Regions from separate parts of the Mus musculus genome. Here all the other regions are linked to region 2. A link is a contact called in public HiCAR-type and promoter capture Hi-C data. All regions are on one chromosome and are shown on one strand. The core of a region is the stretch at or near the end of the contact, and the rest is flanking DNA. Distances in the headings are between cores, read along the strand shown.

Region 1 (3,346 bases), core at 800-3,299, 1.3 Mb after region 2:
CTGTGCTGACTTCATGGCCGTTCCAACTAGATACTGCTGTGCCAGTGCTAAGGATGGCTAGCTTCTCTTTACGGTTTACTTGTAGACCATCTCAACACAATCGGAAAAACGCAGCTCTCAAGAGAAACTGAACACCTTTCGATCCTGGTGCGAGTTAACTCCTAGAAAGGAGGAATCATGAAGAATCCAACCTCACAGAGGCAGAAGGCCAAAGCACCAGGTTAAGAGGTCACGTTGACTGTGAAAGCTTGAGATTTTTTTGGAGCAGGACTGGAGCAAAAGTCGATGTCCTGCTACCTACCAAATCTTGATTGATGCGCTGAGGATGGGAAGGGCGCAGGAGCAACTAGAATGTGATGGGTGAGATACAAGTGAAAAGGCCCTTTTGTAAGCTCCCCATGCCTAGCCCACACTTGCTCTAAGCTAGACTAGCTCTCTACCAGTGAGGTACCCTGCCAGCCCCCCAACCCCACCCCACCCCCGCCCCCGGGCAAAAGGCTTTGAAGAGCTTGGTAATTTAGGGGTTTAGACCTGGCTGCTGTTGCTAAAATGGGATTAAAAGAGACAGAGATTGATTGAAGATTAAGTGTTATTCTGGCTGGGCACAGTGGCACACATTGCAGCCTGGAGGCTGAGGCAGGAGGATCACCCACAAATTTGAGATCACATGGGTTACAGTGAATTCCTGGTCAGTATAGGTACAAATTGTTTAAAACAAGAACAAAACGTGCTATTCTGGTAAGAAGCGTGGTTTAGCAAAGGAATCTTCCACAGTAATTAAAAACGAACTAGCAAAGCAGGCTTCGTGGATAAGAAAGCTGCAGCCTGGAATGCAGAGATGGATCAGCGGGTTACACTCTCAGCACCTACGTGACTGCTGTAACTCCAGTTCCAGAGAATCCGATGCCCTCTTCAGGGCTCCTCAGGCGCAGTCACACTCAGTGGTGCACAGAAAGAAAAGCAGACAGAAACACTCACATACGTAAAAAACGAACATGTTAAAAATTTAAAACCTGTGAGGCTGGAAACAGCTGTACTGCTAGGAGCAGTGGCTGCTCTAGCAGAGGATGCAAGTGTGATTCCCCGTACTCACATGGTGTTTCACGACCGTCTATAACTCCAGTTCCTGGGAATCAGACACCTTCTCCTGGCTTCTGCTGGTATGTGTATACACACAAATACACACACACACACACACACACACACACACATAAAAAAGAAAAAATACAAAAGACATTTGTAACCACACAAAGAGGGCCTGGACCCGCATTTAATCAGAGACATAATCTCTGAGTGATGCTTACTATCAGTCTGCATGAATCTGTCTCCTCTACCCTGACCAAGATAACACCAAACCGCTGCTTCTTTCCAAGCTAACTTCATTTTCACTTTCACAGTAATGAGGAGTAAATGTCCCCATGCCTGGAAAAACAAGGAGTACACTTCATAGGACAACGAGAAAGAAGAAAGTTAGGCTATTTTTTTTTCCGCAGTAATGTTGGGTCTCTATGTATGCAACAACAATCGTTTCCTGCTTTTATTCCCTCGCCTTCCCTAAAATGAACAAGTCTGGGGAAAAGGTCAAACCGGGAAGGTGCGGGCTTGGTAGCCTGGGGACACACCCCTCGCGACCAGCCCTTCCACACACATAACCTACTGGAAATGGAGCGCCGCGGATGGAGAGGACACTGGCCGCCACCGGAGGGGCAGGTTTGACAGGCGACGGCCACCGGGGCTGCCTGGCGGGGAGGGAGCGCGTACAAAGCAGCCCTGCGGTGGCAGCTGCGCTGTCTTTTTGTACGGAGGGCCCTCACTCTGAGGTTCACACACAGAACTCAGAGCCATGCTGGGCCTCTGGGCTCTGCAGCGGGAAGACGGAGGATGCAACGGGGTACGCGGTGTCCACTCAGCGTCACCGACTCCAAGTCTCTCAAGCCAACTAAAGACAAACCTACGCTGCCCCCGCGACAATTTCCTCAGTGCAAGGGACCAACTCACCTCTCAGAGCGGACCGGCGCTAAGCAGCCGGAAGGATGCTGCGCAGAGGCCTGTGGGAAATGTAGTCCATGGTGGGAAAGACTGGGCCAACGCAGCGGAGTGCGCAAGCGTGCTCGGGGCTGTGATGGGTGGAGGCCTCTGGGTGTGATCTTGGACCAGCTGGAAGGGCTAGGAGATTCCGCTGCCCTCTGCCCCCAAATCCCCACCCCAAACCTAGCTCACTGGGCTGGGGGTTGTGTCGTTGCCCTACCAGGGCTGAGAACACCATCATCACATTATCACATGCTTAATATGTGAGATAAGCATATTCTCACCCCAGCGAGGGTGTAGGCATGATCAGGGAACTCAGTAAAATACATTCTCCAAAGGTGCAGTCCCACATCTACCCAGGGAAAGGTTGCTCAGGCTCCTTGGAGTTCCCGCTGCCTCTGCTTTCTCCCACTGTCCCTTCTAGCCGTTGTGTATATTGGTCTAGTCGTTGGTATTGGCCTTAGGTTTTGTTTTGCAAACTGGAGATGAAGCCAAGACCTCTAAGACTGGAAAGATAATTATGCTTTCTTCTATCACAGTGGTTCTCAACCTGTTGGTCGAGATCCCCCCCCCCCTTGGGGGTCAAATGACCTTTCACAGGGACCACCTAAGACCATCAGAAAACACAGATATTTACATTAGGATTCCTAACAGTAGCAAAATTACAGTTATAAAGTAGTACCGAAAATAATTATATAGCTTGTGGATCACCACAACATGAGGAACTGTATTAATGGGTCGCAGCTTTAGGGAGGTTGAGAACCACTGCTCTAACATTTTCTTGTGTTTGTGCCAGGCCTCATCCGGTCTTCAGGAGACTGAAGCATGCAGACTGCAAATTCAAGATGAATGGAAAAAAAAAAAAAAAAAAGGAGGACATGACTGCTCCCAAGGGATTGAGATCTAAGAGAGAGCACTGGCAGGGGCGTCTGAAAGTAACCAGGGTGGCCATGACTGCCGGACTAAATGGGGCCATGTGAGGGGAGGGGGTGGGGTGTAGGACAGGCTAGAAGCCAAGAGGCCAAGTGCAGCGGGCAAGAGGTAACAAAAGGACCTTGTGCCCAAAATGACTGGGTTATACAGGAATCACAGAAGCTGGGAGATGGGAAGCCCAGGCCTGGGCTACAGAGTTTGGGATAGTGGGGGGCAAGGTATATCAGCCAGGATGTCTCTGTAATAGGTGCTGGGGATGTTGAAAGATCCTCATCGATCCTCTTGTTTCTTTCCAGAGCGCTGTTATTACAGGCATCCGTCAACATTCCCAGCGTTGGGACGTTAGTTTTAGGAACGTGACAATTGAGAGGCTGGTGAGATGGCT
Region 2 (2,939 bases), core at 92-2,591:
AACTAAGGCAACTACTCCTGGCTCTTTAAGATGAGTGTTTGTTGGGTTCCCCTCATGGGTCAGGCACTGAGTCACTGGGCATACGCAATAAGCACAAAGGACAAGAAAATCCCGGGTACAATCCCTTAATGCACGCCGTCACCACAACCATCCCTTCTCCCCAGCTTATCTACTAATCAACATTTCCTACTCTTTAACCTTTTTTCAGTCACCCTCTCCTCCTTTTCCTCTTCCCTCCTTTTTGATACTGGGTCCTTCCAGGCTGTCCTCGGACTAGTGATCCTCCTGCCTCAGCCCCTCGAGTGCCAGAATGACAAGTGTGTACCATCACACTCAGCTAAACTAAAACCAGGGATTGGAAGGTGGTAGTTTGGGAGAAGCATTTGGCTAACAGATGAATCTAGCCTCATAGAATAGAGTTTCTACATCTTATGTAGCTCTGGCTGGCAGGGAACTCAATCAGGTGGCCTCAAATTCACAGAGATCCACCTGCCTTTGCCTTCCAAGTGCTGTGAGAGCCATGACACCCACCAGCTCAATTTCTTAACTGCAGGGTCAATACTGGACGTGTCAGCTTCAGAGACTCAGGGCCAAGAACTAGTTTTGAAATCAAAATCTGGCTTATACAAGAATAGCCAAAGACCAAAGACTACATCTGGAAGTAAGAGGTAAGAAGATGTGGGAACTAGAGTGGTCGGAAAGGTTCAGATCCGATTTGGGGATCAGGAGCTCAAATTTATAGAGTTCAAAAAAGGTGAGACACTTGACTGTGTGAAAGCGTACCAGTCTCACAATTTAGTGTTTGGGGGTTAAGGGCCAGGAAGTCCAGCATCGGAAATCAAGAGTTAGGAACGAGACGATACGAAGTCACAGGAATCGTAGGCTAAAGGGGACTCAGGTAAGATCCCAGGGCTCAGTCTAGTAATTTAAGGTTTACTCACGTGTCCCCATCCTCAGTGACGTAGCCAAAGACTAAGGGCGCCCACGACAGCTCTGGGCCAAGCTCTGCGCCCAGACCTGGTCCTCCGGGAGCCGCTGCGTCGGGACCTAGAGAGCCCAGGCCGCTGTCGCACCATTCATCGGCATCCGCAGTTTTCCCCAAGCACGCGACCCCGGCCATGGCCCCAGCCACCTCGGGTGGCCCCCTGTGGTCGCCTGCCTGTCGCTGGGCTCTGCGATGAGCTCCAGTGCTTCCGCCCTATCGGGAATTCCCCAACACGCCCCCTCATATACCCAATCAAAATGTTTTAAATAGCTACACCCCGCCCCTGTACTGCACCACAGCCAATCAGAAAAATGAGGTGGACATTCGCTCGCTGAGTTTCCCCACATTTTCCAGACGCCCTTTATCAATATGGCCGCCGGCGCCAGGCTTTTTGGGATTTGTAGTTTGATAACATGAGAGGCACATTGTACGAAAGCGGTTATGGGGATCGCATTGCCTGCCGGGAGTTGTAGTTCTCTATCCTATCTCGGCCTCTTCTTGTTTCCGCTGCCGTCACGGGACAGAGCAGTCGGTGACAGTCCCGAGGGCCCCCACCCCGTTCCCATGGCCGAGCCGGACCGTGAGTTAGGGGCCCTGTTGGGAGGGTGGGAGGGTCGGGCCGCGCCGGGGCCTGGCTTTGGGCTGCAGGCCCCGGGGCCCGAGGGTAGGCTCGGTGGGGCGGGAGACAGGATCTACCTGAAGGGAGTGGGATTCGGAGGGGTGTTGCTAAGTGGTCCGTATTACTAGGTTGGTTGGTTTCTGGATTGTGAAATGTAAGGGTCCGATTGTCAAGTTCTTAATGATCGCATTTCTCGTACTTTGGCTGCTGAGGACCCTCGTTGCTAAGGACCAAAGTTACCACTATCCCGGTTGCTAAGGTTGTCTGTTGTTAAGGGCAACTGTAGGATGGGTTCCGGGGACCCCTGTGGCCCCTTACTATCTCATTCCTTCAGTTCTTGTGCCTCTCCTAAACCTCCTACCTTCACTGCATCTCCTCTCCCACACTCAACTCTCAGCAGAAGTATCCCTACTTACGTCTCTTGAAAAACTTAGCCCTCCCTCATTCTCTCGACTCGCACATGCTACCATATCCTGCTTAACTCTGAAACCTTCCTTCAGTCCAGTCTCGCCTGCTTTCTCCTCCTAAAGATTCCCCTCCTCAGCCTTTTCACGTCACACATACCTCCACTCTAAAATATGCCTTTTCCCATCTCCGATAGTTTTACTACCATCCCTGACTCTGAAATAATTAGGTTGGTGGGTCCTCTTGTCCTCCACCATTGTGAGCCCTTCTGCTTAACTCTTTCCCCGCACTGTAACCACGTCTGCTCCCCTCCTCCCCAGCCTCTGACCCTCTGGAGACCCAGGCAGGGAAGGTGCAGGAGGCTCAGGTGAGATGGGGAAGGGGTGGAGGGAAGGAGAGACTTGGTTCCACGTGCCGCACTGGGGGGAGGTGGCAAGGGAAGGCTTTTACCCAAGGGCCCTTGGCTTATGGCCCTGATCCCCAAGCCCATCTGGGGATTAGTACAATCTCCTGGGAGAATGGTGGCTTCTTGGGACTGTCAAGGAAAATGTATAGCCTCAACCCCTGGTTCCCTTCCATATCGTCCTCGTTTCCTACTGTTGCCCATCCCATCCTCAGCCCCTTCTGAACCTCATTTGTGCTGGACCTGAAAGAGACGGTTTTCCAGTTCAATCCGCAAACTCAGATCCTATGAGGTGGGGGAAAGGACCCTATAGGGCACGTTATAAAAGTATCGAAGCTGGGTGTGGTGCCAGCCCCCTGTAATGCCAGCACATGGGGGGGGGCAGGGGAGGGGGGAAGTGAGGTAGGAGGATGGAGAAAGGAGAGGCAGCTTGGGCCATATGGTGAGACCCAGTCTCAAAAAAGGAGGGAGGAAGGGAGAGAGCATACCCCTGGAGTACCGGGCAAACTCTGTGGGTCAGAGATTAT
Region 3 (3,177 bases), core at 373-2,872, 1.0 Mb before region 2:
AATGTTCTTTGTCCCCCAATCTGCCTCAACTTTAAAATCAATCTAATTCTTCTTTTGACTATTGTGAGGATGGTCACTTTGTTTTGTTTGTCTTTTGTTACAAGGTTTCTTCGTGTAGAGACTGCTGGTTCTGTAGACCAGGCTGGCCTTGAACTCTTAGAAATCTGGTATTAAAGGCATGTGCCACCACTGCCCGCCTGAGGATGGTCACTTTTAATCAGCTAGAGTATTTATCAACGTATTTTCTGTAGTTAACATCTGGTTGAGACTGACTTATTTCAAATCTAATCTGTCTATACTGTAGGCGTTTAGATCATTTACAAAGCGTCTAATATGTTTAGTGGTCCTAATAGGATTATCATTAACCTTGACACTAGTTTTCTCTCATGTTCTGGAAAAATATGTGTAAATATAAATAATAAATAAATGTGGTTTTGAAAGCTCATGTTGAAAGACTCCGAGAGGAGCCCCTTGCTCAGGCCTCAGGACAATAGCGGACACCCAAGAACTCACAAGAGACCAAGCTTGATGCAAACCACATGAGGCTTTATTCGGGGAAAGCCAGAGCTCTGGGGACGACTCATATCCCACGCAGGGGTAGAGGAGTCGACCCCAAGGGGAAAGAGGTCCCAGTTTTTATAGGCCCTCAGGGGGGGAAGGAGAAGGGGGAAGTAGGGGATTTCCAGATCTAAACAATGTTTATTCTCAAGAAATGGGTATGGGAGGGGTCCAAGGGAAGAGTCTGGTGCAGGTGTAGGAACTCTAGATTGGCCGGGCTGTTGTTGCTGGGGAGATTTTCTGACTCTTTTTCAGCAACCAATATCACAAACACCTGGCAATGGGCTTCATCAGTGGGCACACACATGGGTTCAAGGAACGGTCAAAACATTGGCAGACACACGGGTTCAAGGAGTGGCCAGAGCATTGTGCACCTCTATTTTTCTAAATCAGTGAAGCTAGTTCTGCTAACAGTGACATCTATCTTGCCAATTTCAGGGCTTGTGTGACCTTTTACATTCTGTCAGGATCTTTCAATGTCATGTTACACTAAGTACGTTTTCCCTACATAAACAAGGCATACGTCGGTGGTTGTTTACATACGTCGGTGGTTGTTTAGATACTTCCACATGCTAGTCATTCACCTTTCAAAATGGGCGCAGTTCTGTTGATATTTATCCAACTAGTCCTCACTCACGTTTTCCTATCTAGATAACAGGGACACTGACTCTCTGAACATCTGGCTGTCTGAAATCGCTGATATAAACTACCACGTTTAAAACCAACCAATTCTTTAGTTCAGTGTCTTCCAATCTACCATAGTCCCTACTAGAGCACAGCAGGTGGAATCCCTCTTGGTGCAAAGTGTAACCACGCCAGTTATATCCGGATTTGATCACGCTTCCTATTCTGTCCGGGGGTGGGGTGGGGGGTCTGGGAGACAGAACACGACGTCTCCCACAAACCACTGGCATAGCTCTCAGATGGCCTGGCCTAAGTTGTGTGCAGTGATCTCTCTGAACTACAGACCGCTAGGCTTCATCGAGTTGAGCACTCGGCACTACATTTCCCAGGGGCTACCGCGGCGGAAGTAAAGCAACTTCCGGTGCCCTGGCGGCGCTATAGCGGACGGTCGGGTCTTTCTGGTCTGAGTAGGGAATTGCTTTGTGTCTTCGGTCTCTGCAGAGTAAGGCCGGGAGTCCGGGTGTGGGTGTGGACGGTGGGGTGGATGGATGTTGATGCGTGTGTGAGTGTTTAGGGACGGTGCTGTGTGTGCGCGCGCGCGTCTCTGCGTACGCACCTTGAGCTATTTGCATTATCACCGTGCTTGTCGCTTTCTCTCGCGGCCACCAGCAGAGGACCAAGCTTCACTGAGGAGAGGTGAGGGGCGGAGTCTGAAGGGAAGCTTTCCCTGTGGTTCAGATTGAGCTTTGTGACGAGCATTTGAGGCCGAAAGTGCCTCCGAGGGTGGCCTACTGGCCTTTTCTCAGAGCTCTAGCCGTGTGAGTGTCGAGGGAAGAGAGGGGAAATGCTCACTGGGGATGCTCTCAAATGTAATCTAGGCTTACTCAGATGTAATCTAGGCTTACTCAGGCTCCCTGCGCAGGCCATTATTCAAAAGGAGGGCTGGAGGAGCGTGAGATCGTTGTTGCTACCCACCGAAGGCTCAAGGGCGAGTTTGCGCTTTCTCTCTGTGCGAGAAATGAGGGTTTTATGTTTAGAATATGGAATTGTCAGTAAATGAAGAAGGAACGTGTAAATTGATACCGCCATCATTGTGTCCCTTACATTGTCCCTCCCCTTTCCAGTTAGTATTCACATTATCGTTTCAATGACCCTTGACATCTTCTGTCTACAATCACTCCCCCCACCTCACCGACCATGTTATAGATAGGAACCGACAGAGGTTAACAAAAGGGCTTTCAAACTCCGATGTGCTAAATCGATTTCTATTTGGATGGTGTCACACGTCAGATGGCCTTAGATCTTCTTACAGGTCTTCATTTCAAAGCAGCGGAAGAGTGGAGGTTTTTGTTTTCTAGTAGATTTTGAGATTGGGAAAGTGGTAGGCTCTCTCCCCCTCCCCTCCCCTCCCCTCCATCTGGGTTGGAGTCTTGGTTCTGTCCCCTCAGGCTCTCCAGGCCTGTCAGGAACCTTAGGATGCCTGTGGTGAAGCCTGTTAGTGCAGTGCCGCCATATCCTAAGGGCCTGGTGTGCTTTAGTTGTTGCTCTGTGAGGCCATCTTGGGTTCATTCCACTCAGTGTTCTGCAGGACAAGGGAGTGTGAGAAACAATGCGATTGCTGGTGGATGTTTAAGAAAGCCACTCAAACAGAAAAGCTAGGCTTTGTGGGGTACAACGAGGCAGAAAGAAGCAGGAAGGGCAATGTGAATTCTGTAGCAGCTTGATCCCCATAACACGTTTCAGGCCAGCTGGCCTACACAGTGAGAACCTATTTCAAAAACAAGGAAGGTGAATATACCATAGAGCAGAGTGTTTTTCCAAATGTTGCGACGAACTGTTTGTATTGTGTAAATCTGTACCGTATTTATGTCCTTTGGGATGACTTAATCTAACTCACATTTTTGGAGTGAGTACACTTAATGTCCACCCTCTCTGTCTTTTCAAAACCATCCATCGAAGTCCATGTTTCATGACACATCTCTGAGCTTCTGTCCG
Region 4 (3,375 bases), core at 711-3,210, 1.8 Mb after region 2:
TCCGGCAGGGACCGGCTGGCCGTCCTGGGGGCCTTCCCCGAGACCGTCGGGGAGTAGAGGGTTCACGTGCCCGTGCCCGGCTCCGGGGGGGTTGGGGTGCTTGGGACCGCCGGAGAAGTTCAGTCAGTGCCTGCACCATCCGTTCTGTGCCCTCCTCACCCCGTTTCCGAGTAGGGGCCTTTGGGGGGACAGGAGTCACATCTGCTAGGCGAGGAGGAAGGGGGGTCGTCTTATGCTTGCGGCCCCGACCCCGAGGGGCTCGACCTAAAAGGAGAACAGTTGTGGGGAGATGGGTCAAACTGGCCCTTCAGTCTTAAGAAAAGCACCCCAGAAAGACAGGATACTAAGTCTTACTTGTCTGTTTTTCCCCACAGCCCAGGCTACCTTGGACTGAACACAGGACACTCAGTAACTGGTAGAGACTAGCTGAACACAAAGGGCAAGAACCTTCCCGCAACACTAGAGAGGTAGAGTTTCCCCATCACTCACCTCGCTGGGACCGAAGCGCAGAGCGCAGGGAACTGGGGGCCACATCTTCATCTGAATGAAAACCCTGAAACTCCTGATTTAGGGGACCAAGGGTGAAGGGGAGAAACAGCAGTCAGTACCAAAGCCCTGGTTCCATCTGGGCTTCAGGTGTTGCAGATATGATAGTTATCGTCCACCTTAACATACTCCTCCTCATTTACCAAAGAACTTAAAAGACTGAGGCAAGGTCAGAAGGAATAAAGGTACAAGGCGTTCTTGAACCAGACCATTCCAGCACAGCCATCAGTAATTCACTAGCCCAGAAGAAAACACTAGAGGGTCTCCTCGAGTTAAGCAATAGGCATTACAATGAGGGCTAATTCCAACTTAAAACAAAGTAGGTCCTCCATTTACACCCTTGCAGGGCATTCTTAAAAATGGGGAGTGTTTGGGGGAGATGAGAGGTGGAGCAGATGGTTTATCATATTAGAATCCACTCTGAGCCCTCAGAGGACAGCTAGCTCTCCTAAGCAATAGAATCCACACCCTCCTGCCTTCTCCAAAAGGCTGAGAGGGATAAACCATGACTGCACTCACTCCAGATTCAAGACTCAGCATTCATTCTATCCCTCTTCAACCCGCGCCTAAGAAGCCTCCACCACTCTACCTTAGAACCAGAGAGCAACTGGGGCCCTGGTGGAACCAGGGCAGGGATATGTCGCGGATTTTAAGGGCCAAGGAGGCAGCCTGCAAGTAAGAGCCCAGGAGGCTCTCTAGCCTTGGTCAATTAAGGCCACGCTGCTGCTGTCAACCACCGCTGGTCCGGCATGCAATCCCTATGGCCTCTTCACCCACTCCTGTCCTGCTCTGCCATTGCTACCGCGAAAGATCAGCTCAGGACACCAATTGGGCTCCAGGCGTCTAGCTGCAGTCAGGGTTTCTCTGATCACTTTCAAAGGCCCTAGCTACCCAAACGCTCCACGCAGCCTGCTTCCTTCGTGCTTCTTTCCAGGAGCCCCGAGAATCCCACTTGTCCACAACACCCTTCGGAGCTATCCGGAGCCCTGCAAGCCCCTGGCCTCCGCCCTACCCGGCGCTAGAGACACCTCCGACCGCCTCACCTCCTCCTCGGATTCCCCGTCACTGCTCTCTTCCTCCGGCATGCAGCCTCGGTTCGGGCCCCAGCCCCGTCCCCGGCCGCGGCCTCGGCCTCGCTGAACTCGCGCACCAGCCCACAGGCGGCGGAGCCGGCGCAGGCCCCGGCGAAGACCCAGCAAACGGAGCAGGGCCGTGTCCTCCCCGGGCTCGGCTCCTCCCGGCCCCGCCGCGCCGCCACCGCGCCGCAGGGCTACCCGCACTCTTTCGGCTCCGTTGCCTCGGCCGCCGCGGCCCCCGCCCCCGCCGGAACCCCGCGGCCGGCCCGGGAAGCGGCCCCGTGCGGAGCCAGGCCCGGGGCAACTGCCGCCGCCCGCCGCCGCCGCCATCTTGGCACCGTGAGAGGGGCCGGGGAGGCGGGGGGAGGGGCAGCCCGTGCGCAGGGCCGGGGGGGAGGGGAGAGGAGGGGAGGAGGGGCAAAGCGGGGCGGCTGCGGCTCACGACAACAACCAGCGCCGCTGTGGGGCGGGCAGGAGCCGGGGGCTGGGCTGGCCACGCGCGGGGCACCACGGGAGCAGGAGTCCTGGGCCGGTCGGCCGTCACCCTCCAGCCGCACCTGAAGAGCGGACCCCGCGTCGCGGCCTGAGAGCGGGAGGCGCAAGGTCTTCTGGGGAATGTAGTCCAGTCGCCTTGCTCCTTCCGCCGACAGCTGGGGCGCGAGAACTGGGAATACCGGGTTGGCGACAGAGACCAGGAGAACCAGTTCCTGGTCTCCAGGAGGTGTGGTTCCCGGCTCAGACTCCTCCCATTGTTCTAGTCGGAACTAGCGACCTGCATGGACTACCATTCCCAGGGTCCTTCCCAGGGTACCGTTGGCTTCGGACCCTGGGAACCCGACGGACACACAGTAGACGAAGTTAGCTATTGCGCTAGGCGTTGGCTGAGGGGAGGGCGGCGGCGCTGGATTAGTCTCACTTCCAGGCGCAACCCGGTAGCCGCATTGCCCGGCGCGGAGGGGAGATGCTGGAGAGGCTAGTCTTCCGTCCCTTACTCGGAGGAGAGCAGACCGGTGGTCGAAATCCGGACCTCAGTCTGCGCTCCTCTCCAGCCCTAGACTACGCGCGCGGTAGATTGCTGTGGGAGGAACCAGAGTCTTGGGGCGCCTCAAAGCCACCTTTCCTCTCCCGCAGGGTCTGGAGCGCCTTTGCCGCGTGCTGCCCTCGGGAATTATACGAAGCCCCCCGGAAGGAGAAGTGTGACCCTCTGTTTATTGAATGGTGAATGGCCAGCAGGGGCCGCTACAGGGCAAGGGTGGAAACCCCCTAGCACAGAGGAAAAGTCTGGACTCGTCCTGACTGGAGCACAGGAAACTTTATTATAGTGATGAAATTGACAGTCCCCAGTTAATCTTCACCGAGTTAATTGTCCTTTAACTCGGGCTCGCCAGGCCGAGGCTTCTGCAACTCGCTTGTCCCGGAAGGGTTCGTAGCTCCTGTCTCGCAGTTCTTCTGTGGTTAAATTTGCCAGGCCGCCCTAGCTGAGCCCTTCTGCCTTTCATTCTTTGGACTCTTTGTCAAGCCAGAGAAGCTACCAACACCCGGTCAGGTGGCAGCAGAGGAGGTAGGACTACCGGGAGAGCTGGAGGCCCGGGTCGGCCTCGAGGAAGAGTAGAGGAAGGTGGAGCGTATGGTCCATCCAGGCGGCAGCCGGCTGGGCGAGTGGCCACGCATGTGCGCCTGCATGGAGGCCAGGCTAGGGCAGCCAGCCCTGCACAGAGGGCATCGATAGGGAGCAGCCCCATGTGTCCTCAGG
Region 5 (3,131 bases), core at 558-3,057, 1.0 Mb after region 2:
TTGCTCTGTAGTTTTTTTTGTCTTGTATTTTATGTGAATCAATGTTTTGCTTACATGCATTGCCAGTTGCCCATTGAAACCAGAGGAAGTCATTGCATCTCCTGGTATTGGAGCTACAGACAATTGTGAGGCACCATGTTAGTGCTGAGAGCTGAACCTGGGTCCTCTGGAAGAGCAGTCAGTCCTTTAAGCACTGAGCCACCTTTCCAGACCCCTCAATTATTAAATGCTATAATATTTAATAATACTAATCATCATCATCCTCATCAGTGTTAGAAACCTATCAGAAGACAAGCTACCCAATAACCCAGGGTGGTGCCTAATACCTGTAATTCCAGCTGAATGGAGAAGCTGATTCAGCAGAATCACAAGTCCCAGGCCAGCCTGGGCTGTCGTTCAAATAAACAGCCCACCAATGTCAGGCTAAAGGGGCCCCCACAAACCAAATCTTGGGAAAAAAATAGGCATCAAAAAGAATTAAATTAACTATAACTCATTAAGAATCTATGCATATGTGCTGTTGAGACTAAATTAAACGGGCTAAAGGAAAGCTCTTTCTAACATAACTCTCTTAGGGTTTTATTGCCGTGAAGGGACACCATGACCAGGGCAACTTTTATAAAGGAAAACATTTAATAGGGGCTGGCTTGCAGAGGTTCAGTCCACCATCGTCCTGCGGGAAAGGTGGAGGCTTGCAGGCAGATGTGGTGTACCTTGGGCATATGTGACCTCAAAGCCCCGCCTCTACGGTGATGATACACTTCCTCCAATAAGGCCACACATAAAATCACTACTTGGCATGGGCAAGCATACAAATGCATGAATCTATGGGGCCATACCTATTCAAACCACCACAAGAACATAAGAATAACATGAAAACCCAATCGATTATTCTTTCAGAGAAGCCCATACTGCGATTTCAGGTGCCGTCATTCGGAGCCCCTCTCCTCATGCTAAAGCCTAAAACCCCAAGCCTAAAATAATAAAATAAAATAAAAAGCCGGGTGGTGGTAGCGCATGCCTTTAATCCCAGCACTTGGGAGGCAGAGGCAGGTGGATTTCTGAGTTTGAGGTCAGCCTGGTCTACAGAGTTCCAGGACAGCCAGGACTATACAGAGAAACCCTGTCTCGAAAAAACAAAAAAAAAAAACCAACAACAAAACAAAACAAACAAACAAACAAAAAACCCACAAAACAACAGCCACAACAAAAACTCAAGCCTGCTTTGTTAAAAGAAAACCACGTCCGAAGTGGTGGTGCACACCTTTAATTCCAGCACCACGGAAACAAAGGCAGGTGGATCTCAGAGTTCCAGGCTAGCCTGGTCTACACAGATTCCAGGCTAGCAAGGGCTGCATAGAGAGAGTTTGTCTCAAATAGAGATTTAAGAAGAAAGAAAAACTGGTTAAAAAAAAAAAGAAAAGAAAAAGAAAAAACTCAGGTAGAGGGCGGGGGTGTGGTGGTGTGTGCCGTTAATGTCCACATTCAGGAAGCTTACTGGAGAATCACTTCAATTTCAAAGTCAGCCTGGTGTCCACAGAGAAAACCAGGGTCATTTAGAGAGACCACAGCTTTAAAAACAAACAATAGATGCCCAAACTAGTATAAGTGGTTCAGCCAACGCTCCACGCTGGACCTCAAAGCATCTGGGGGTTAGTTTGTTCAACGCCAGAGCTACTGCTGTAGGCCTAAAGACTTGGCCATTTCTGCCCAATCCTGGATCCTGGAACCAAACTCCCTCTGTCCAGGCCTGCACAAGATGCTACCGAAGGCTCCCCGCCTCCCTGCGGCTCCCTTGTGCGCATGCGCATTGAAGCAGCGAGAAAGAGACACACACAGCCCCACCTCCAACCCCCTTCCCCTGACCAAGAGCTAGGGGCCTGGCTCGCAGCCTCCGCGGGGCTGGAAGCCCAGAACCTAGTCAAAGAAGCTAGTGGCAGTCGGACTCTCAGGCTTGAGATCTGATGTCCCAGAGCCTTCAGTACCACGGTCCCGTCCGTAGCACTTTGGTGCCGCCGCTGCAGCGCTGACCGCGCTGGCAACCCACCCTCCCGGGATACCCGTCAGCTGGGTGGTCCCCGGTCTCGTGCGGCCTACGCTCTTCTCCGGGGACCCGCTCTGAGGACCCCTGGGACTCAGGTGGCCCGTTCGTGGGTACAGCTGCCGTGCTGACGCGCTGCACCTAAACCCCGGCCTGGCTGTGGACAAGGACCGAGAGGGAAGGCGGGGGCCGCGACTTGCACGGTGGAGATACCCTGTGCAGAACCTTAGATTCCCGGCGGGCCTGGGGAGCAGAGAACCGGGGGACACCTCGGACCTAAGGCTGGGCAGCCCCGGACTGGTAACTGGTGAAGCAGAGTGGCCGAAGCAGCAAACTCGGGCACGGGTGACTGTGGGCTGCTGTAGTCTATCTCGCTTGCTGGGATCATACGGATGGGGTCAGCCTGGAGCCCTGAAGCTTGGAAGGGGATTCTGATCAATTTCAGAAAAGCGTAGGGGTGAGGCCAGAGGACGTGGTGGCATACACCTGACTTCTCGGGATTTGGGAGGTGGAGGCAGGGGGAGTAGGCGCTCAAGGTCATTCTCTACTGCCTAACGTTGGGTTGCAAGAGAGAAAAAGAAAAGAGAAGAAGAAGGAAAGAAGAGAAAAGAAAAGAAACAAGGCCTGGAGTGTCTGCCAGTCTTCAGAAGAGACCCTAGAAGCCAGCAGCTACTACTTCTGTTTAAAACAGAGATTATGTGTGAGTTTCTAGAACTTCTGTGTTCCTGTGAAATGCTTGAGTTTTTGTTTTTCGTTTTTGGTTTTTTGTTTGTTTGTTTTTGCTGTTGTTGTTGTTGTTGTTTTGAGTATGGATTTTTTTAATTTCCTTCCCTTTGAAAGACGTTTGTGAAAATGTTTTATTCAACTGTGAGTGGTGTCACTGCCACTCCACTAGGACCAAGTGTTCAAGGCCAGCCTGGGTTACATTGAGACCCTGTCTTTAAAAAAAAAAAAAAGCGAACTATTCATTGCTTTGGGTCTGAGAATTTCCCTGCATTTTCAGTGGGCAGAGACTTAATCAGGATTCCTCTTTGAGTGCGCAGCGCCTGCGGTTCTATGGTTATGTAGCACCCACGTGCTATACATTTAG

What was found. Promoter capture Hi-C pulls out the DNA fragments that hold promoters and counts their contacts. HiCAR-type assays count read pairs that join an accessible place to other places.
Region 1: a promoter capture Hi-C map of pre-B cells shows a contact between it and region 2, with 2.5 times the contacts expected there. The contact joins the promoter of Zfp14 here to the promoter of Nfkbib in region 2. A contact is called at or near these places in 2 of 39 promoter capture datasets (liver and pre-B cells) and 1 of 115 datasets of contacts at active chromatin or transcription factors (astrocytes).
Region 3: a contact with region 2 is called in a promoter capture Hi-C map of liver, with 2.1 times the contacts expected there. The contact joins the promoter of Zfp60 here to the promoter of Nfkbib in region 2. A contact is called at or near these places in 1 of 39 promoter capture datasets (liver) and 1 of 115 datasets of contacts at active chromatin or transcription factors (microglia).
Region 4: a HiCAR-type map of astrocytes shows a contact between it and region 2, with 2.1 times the contacts expected there. The contact joins the promoter of Kmt2b here to the promoter of Nfkbib in region 2. A contact is called at or near these places in 2 of 39 promoter capture datasets (cranial neural crest and pre-B cells), 1 of 115 datasets of contacts at active chromatin or transcription factors (astrocytes) and 1 of 9 other capture datasets (adipose tissue).
Region 5: a promoter capture Hi-C map of embryonic stem cells shows a contact between it and region 2, with 2.7 times the contacts expected there. The contact joins the promoter of Zfp30 here to the promoter of Nfkbib in region 2. A contact is called at or near these places in 2 of 39 promoter capture datasets (embryonic stem cells and liver) and 1 of 115 datasets of contacts at active chromatin or transcription factors (astrocytes).

What each region holds. Positions count from the first base shown.
Region 1 is chr7:30,049,347-30,052,692 of GRCm38.p6, forward strand. Zfp14 (zinc finger protein 14) reads right to left here and starts at 2,050. Exons shown (of 5, transcript NM_178733.5): 1 at 1,999-2,050.
Region 2 is chr7:28,765,303-28,768,241 of GRCm38.p6, forward strand. Nfkbib (nuclear factor of kappa light polypeptide gene enhancer in B cells inhibitor, beta) reads right to left here and starts at 1,342. Exons shown (of 6, transcript NM_001306222.1): 1 at 942-1,342. The coding sequence starts at 1,120. Sirt2 (sirtuin 2) reads left to right here and starts at 1,450. Exons shown (of 16, transcript NM_022432.4): 1 at 1,450-1,565; 2 at 2,330-2,376. The coding sequence starts at 1,550.
Region 3 is chr7:27,729,787-27,732,963 of GRCm38.p6, forward strand. Zfp60 (zinc finger protein 60) reads left to right here and starts at 1,623. Exons shown (of 5, transcript NM_029531.2): 1 at 1,623-1,684.
Region 4 is chr7:30,586,766-30,590,140 of GRCm38.p6, forward strand. Kmt2b (lysine (K)-specific methyltransferase 2B) reads right to left here and starts at 1,961. Exons shown (of 37, transcript NM_029274.2): 1 at 1,590-1,961; 2 at 490-562; 3 at 1-264. The coding sequence starts at 1,952. Zbtb32 (zinc finger and BTB domain containing 32) reads right to left here. Exons shown (of 6, transcript NM_021397.2): 6 at 2,916-3,375. The coding sequence ends at 3,165. It overlaps Gm32082 (a long non-coding RNA gene), which reads left to right and starts at 2,014. Exons shown (of 3, transcript XR_003946734.1): 1 at 2,014-2,554; 2 at 2,754-2,840. It overlaps Mir3569 (microRNA 3569), which reads left to right and starts at 2,615; the gene lies at 2,615-2,672.
Region 5 is chr7:29,782,161-29,785,291 of GRCm38.p6, forward strand. Zfp30 (zinc finger protein 30) reads left to right here and starts at 1,808. Exons shown (of 5, transcript NM_001360208.1): 1 at 1,808-2,741.